2 separate regions of the Canis lupus genome follow, and region 2 is linked to region 1. A link is a contact called in public Hi-C data. All regions are on one chromosome and are shown on one strand. The core of a region is the stretch at or near the end of the contact, and the rest is flanking DNA. Distances in the headings are between cores, read along the strand shown.

Region 1 (2,769 bases), core at 185-2,684:
CTAAACCCGACCTCAAGAATCTTTTCCAACAGCCTACTCAGTATCTTCCTGCCAGAGGTAAGGGTTAGCGGACTACCTTATTTCCATAGCAGCCATCAATATATTTCTGATGCATTAAATCAAAGATGCTGACTATTCAGTTGTCTGGTTTATCAATTTGAGGGCATACTTCAAAACACTTTTTGACGATGTCTGAGGGGTTCATTAAAAACTATTACAGGAGGCAGAAGAGAGAGAAGACCTGGCAAAGGGTCGAAGGGGAAGGTGCAGGACAGTCTGAGCCAGTCCCAGAGGGAGCCCTTCCCTGGAGCCCTCGTGTTGCCACCTACCAGAGGCCTTAGGAACTCGAGCAGTCGGGAGACCGGATCTCCTAAGTGGGAACTCCCAGATCCTGCTTAGCCAAGGACTTGTGGGTGCCCGGGGCCGGAGACTAAAAATGCCGGGATACCTCAAAATCTAAGGCTACCGGCTGCAGAGCGGGGAGGACACTTGGCCTCACAGGCGGACTCCAAGCGGAGCGGTGGCGGCCAAGGACTGCTCCTGTCCTGACGTCGCTGGGTGGCAAACACGCTGGGAACAAACACGTAGCTTCTCTCTGGCAACCAATGGATCCTCATGTGAACTTCCTGTGAGGTGGGACGGGCATCCTCCCGCAACCTTGCATTTACCGAACGTCCCCAGACTAAGGAGCTCAGGGGCGACTGGAATACCACCTCCTGCCACAGCACGGGTTGTGGTTCTGTTCCTTCCGGACAAGGGCAGGCGTGACCGCTTCCCGGAGTAAGTGGGCGGCTCCGGTCCGGCCGTTTCCCGCCCGGCCCAGGCGCCTCTAGCCGGCTCCCCATTGGCCGCCCCAAGCCAGGGCCGGTCCCGACTGGCGCGAAACCCGGCCACGCACTAGGTGGCTACCGGATTGGTTGGGCGGGCACCCAGCGGCCCGTCGCGCTCAGACTTGTACTTAGAAGCTCTTAACCAGTAATCGGAAAAATTAACACTTGGCTCCCAACAAAAGCCCCGAAACAATACGCGTACAGCCCGGTTTAAGAAAATGTGGGCGGCCCTAAAAAGGGCCTTTGAGTAGTAAGTAAAGGATGAAATTCTTAACCCCCGAAGCCGTAGAGGGTGCGGCCCTGGCGCTTGAGCGCGTAGACCACGTCCATGGCCGTGACCGTCTTGCGCTTGGCGTGCTCCGTGTAGGTGACGGCGTCCCGGATCACGTTCTCCAGGAACACCTTGAGCACCCCGCGGGTCTCCTCGTAGATGAGGCCCGAGATGCGCTTGACGCCGCCGCGCCGGGCCAGCCGCCGGATGGCGGGCTTGGTGATGCCCTGGATGTTGTCGCGCAGCACCTTGCGGTGGCGCTTGGCGCCGCCCTTGCCCAGCCCCTTCCCGCCCTTGCCGCGACCAGACATGGCACAAGCGCTCTGTGCGACGACCTCCCGGCGCTGGGCCTGCGCCTCCGCCGGGAGTAATTATAAGCAGGCGTCGGACCTCGTTGAGAACTGAGGGCGCGGGCGGGAAGCGGGGCTTCGGCCCCTCCTCGGGCTCCGCCCCCTCGGGCCGCGCTCCCGGGACCGTCCCGTGAGAGACGGAGCCGGGCGCTCGCCGCCGAGCTCGGCGGGTTCCGCAGCCCAGGGCTGTTCGCTTCTGCAGCCTCCCCTCCTTACTCAGCGGAATGCGATTAGGGGCTTCCCGTGTCCAACAGTCCTGCACGTCCTCGTCTCCATCGGAGTAATTGTTAGCTGGGAAGGGTACCCCCAGATGCCACCCCAAGATAAGACCTGCCGCCGCAAAATGGGCCACTTTGGTAGGAAGGGGAGCAGAGTATGGCACCCCAAAATAGGCCTCGGACATAAGGGCTGTTAGAACAGATTATTTTTAGGAAACAGACGCAGGAGAGTCTAAAACCAGAAAAGTCACTCTTCTTTAACTCCCAACAATACAGACAACACAGATACGTATATAATAGTGAACGTTGGTCTTAAATAACACCATGTAATAAAGTACAAGACGTTGATGAATTCTGGGTTTTTTAGTTTTGTCTTCAATTGAAGTATAGCTGACATACATTATGCTAGTTTTAGGTGTGCGGCAGTAAATTGAGGTTATATACATTATGAAATGCTCATCATGATAAGTGTTTTTGCCACCTGTTACCAAAATCATTATGATTATATTCCCTATGCTATACTTTGCATCCTTGTGACTTATTTGTCGGATAACTGGAAGTTTGTACCTTTTAATCACCTTCACCTATTTAGCCTCTTACCCCCCACCCCCACAACTACCAATTTGTTCTCTTTATTTGTCTCTTCGTTATGTTTTTTTAGATTCCACACGTAAGTTAAATCATATGGCATTTGACTTTCTCTACCTTATTTCATTTAGCATATGCCCTGTCAGTCCATCCATATGAATAGCAAGATTTCATCCTCTTTTTATGCTAATATTCCCCTGTATATACAATTGACCCTTGAATTATGCAGGGGTTCGGGCGCTGACCCCTGCACACTTGAAAATCCGAATATAACTTTTGACGGACCCTAAACTACCAAAACCATAGTTGAATAGAAGCCTTACCCTAATAAAGTCTATTAACATAGTTTATATATGTATTCTATGCTGCATTCTTACATAAAGTAAACCAGAGAAAAGAAAATGTTACCGAAAGAATCATAAGGAAGAAACGTTTACAGCAGCATGTCGTATTTATTGGAAAAAACTCTGCAAATAAGTGGGCTCAGCCAGTTTAAAACCTGATTGTTCAAG
Region 2 (2,769 bases), core at 72-2,571, 270 kb after region 1:
TTACAGATCATTTAATTCTGTGACATAAGCATGCTGTTTGCAAATGCTTATTCCTAGTATTCCTATGGAGAGGTCACAGGTTCCTCTGTTGATGAGCCCAAAAATACTTTTGAAAATAGGCTTCTTAAACTAGTGTTAGGTCAACCACCTGAGGTGAACGTGACACAATGTCAATTTTCACTAGGCCTGCATAGGACAGGATGGGATAATCTACATCTTTTGCAAGCTCCCAAGTGATGCCCATGTCACCGGTGGACAGAGGCAGAGTCAAGGACCACACAAGTCATTAATGGTCTTAAATTGTTACCAGTAAGCTCCTTAGAAATCCTGAGTCTAGGTAACATCCGGGTGGCTCAGCAGTTGAGCATCTGCCTTTGGCTCAGGTCATGATCCCAAGTCCTGGGATAGTGTCCCTTATTGAGCTCGAGAGGACGCTGGTTTTCCCGCTGCCGGTCTTTCATTAATTAAAAAAAAAAAAAAACCCTGAATCGAATTCCATAGAAATCAAGTACCAGCCTGCATCTTTCTAAGATTTTACATGAGAACCAAGACTTCACTTTTATCAAGTCATGGGAATTGAGCAAATTAGTTTCAGACATGAAGTCAAACATGTCCACAGAACTAGTTTTGCAACGGTCATTGCCCAAACTTGCGAAAACTTACACCGAAGCATTCTGCACATAGGGAGAGGCTGAAAGGAGGAGCGGAGGGCACAACTGAAAGCCCAGGAAAAGAGCAAACATCACGTACCAAACCTCCACCTTTTAAGAGCTCACCTTAACACCAAGAACCAACTTAAAACGGGTTTAAAAAAGACTCGAAATTGAGGGAACACAATTACAGCAATTTTAGAGAAAAAGTGGGTGGCTCTTAGAAGAGCCTTTGAGTTAATTCAATTAGCGGGGGAAGCTTTACGCCCTCTCCCCGCGGATGCGGCGCGCCAGCTGGATGTCCTTGGGCATGATGGTGACGCGCTTGGCGTGGATGGCGCAGAGGTTGGTGTCCTCGAAGAGCCCCACCAGGTAGGCCTCGCACGCCTCCTGCAGCGCCATGACGGCCGAGCTCTGGAAGCGCAGGTCGGTCTTGAAGTCCTGCGCGATCTCGCGCACCAGGCGCTGGAACGGCAGCTTGCGGATCAGCAGCTCCGTGGACTTCTGGTAGCGCCGGATCTCGCGCAGGGCCACCGTGCCGGGCCGGTAGCGGTGCGGCTTCTTGACGCCGCCGGTGGCCGGCGCGCTCTTGCGGGCCGCCTTGGTGGCCAGCTGCTTGCGCGGGGCCTTGCCGCCCGTCGACTTGCGCGCCGTCTGCTTCGTACGAGCCATCTCGAGAAAACAGAGAGAAGACTACACTACCAAGTCTCGCAGACTACATTGCCCTTATATATACTCAGAACCGTTCCGATTGGTCTTGCATTTTTCAAAACTCCCGCGCGATGAAACCATTGGCTGAAGCTGAGGACGTGATTGGTGGACCACTGGAGGCTCCGATTGGATGAATTATTAAACATTCCAATCCGGTCTTTGTTGTAGTCAGCCAATCCAGAAATTAACCTTAGGGTGTTCTGCTTCAACTCCTCTCAGATTCCAAATAAGGCATAACCAGGGGGCAGGGGAAGATGCTAACTCTGGCTCAGGAGACTCACGTAATGGAGCGCAAGACGGAGGGTCACGTCTTAAGAACAAATTTGTTTTCTGATGGTTACTTTAACTGAATTGAATAGCGGGGACAGCCCCTTTCTATATCCACTCTGGGAAACCACAGGTAAGACGACTGGCCCGGGGACGAAGCGGTCACCACCGTGTGACAAATGTTGGGATTTCCTTTCATTCACTTCAGCATAGAAACAGCCTGCGCCGATTTCCGGTCCCATACTTTTTTTGCCTTACGGCATCCCAGGCTACCACCCCTCCCATGGAGGTTCATTGAATTATCCCTTACTTCTGGTTTCCTCACTGTAGGTGTATTACTCGCTAAACATGATTGAACATGGAGGCCCCTGGCCATCTACATAAAGCTAGGGTTTTGCAAACATTGCCATCACTAACTAGCTTCCCCTCACGTATTAGAACCTTGCCTACCATACTCCGGTTTCTGTCCAAGTTAAGCAGCCACAATTTATTGCAATGGATACACTGATTTTACTATCCAGAGCCCGTGCCCGTGTAAGGCTTACGTAATAGAAAAGCAACACTTTGTTACAAGCTTCCTAATTTGAAAATGTGGACGGCTCTGAAAAGAGCCTTTGGATGGGAAAATAAGCTTTAGATGCACAAAGAGGTATTTAGGTAGGTTTACTTCCCCTTGGCCTTGTGGTGACTCTCGGTCTTCTTGGGCAGCAGCACGGCCTGGATGTTGGGCAGGACGCCGCCCTGCGCGATGGTCACGCGGCCCAGCAGCTTGTTGAGCTCCTCGTCGTTGCGGATGGCCAGCTGCAGGTGGCGCGGGATGATGCGCGTCTTCTTGTTGTCGCGGGCCGCGTTGCCCGCCAGCTCCAGGATCTCGGCCGTCAGGTACTCCAGCACGGCCGCCAGGTACACCGGCGCGCCCGCCCCGACCCGCTCCGCGTAGTTGCCCTTGCGGAGCAGGCGGTGGACGCGGCCCACCGGGAACTGGAGCCCGGCCCGCGACGAGCGCGTCTTGGCCTTGGCGCGAGCCTTGCCGCCCTGCTTCCCGCGACCCGACATGATAGCACAGCAACAACGCACTAAAGAACAGGAGTCGAGACCGGCAAAACGCAAAGAGCTGAACTATTATACCCTGAGGCGGTTT

The links. Hi-C and Micro-C count contacts between places; a contact is called where the count stands out from the background.
Region 2: a Hi-C map of liver shows a contact between it and region 1, with 4 times the contacts expected there. The contact joins the promoter of H3C8 here to the promoter of LOC119867697 in region 1. A contact is called at or near these places in 2 of 9 Hi-C or Micro-C datasets (blood and liver).

What each region holds. Positions count from the first base shown.
Region 1 is chr35:25,398,798-25,401,566 of UU_Cfam_GSD_1.0, forward strand. LOC119867697 (histone H4) reads right to left here and starts at 1,435. Exons shown (of 1, transcript XM_038584378.1): 1 at 1-1,435. The coding sequence starts at 1,412. The coding sequence ends at 1,101. All of the region lies in intron 1 of H1-2 (histone H1.2), which reads right to left.
Region 2 is chr35:25,667,327-25,670,095 of UU_Cfam_GSD_1.0, forward strand. It overlaps H3C8 (H3 clustered histone 8), which reads right to left and starts at 1,322. Exons shown (of 1, transcript NM_001374585.1): 1 at 891-1,322. The coding sequence starts at 1,322. The coding sequence ends at 912. It overlaps H2BC10 (histone H2B type 1-J-like), which reads left to right and starts at 2,683. Exons shown (of 2, transcript XM_038584488.1): 1 at 2,683-2,769. The coding sequence starts at 2,683.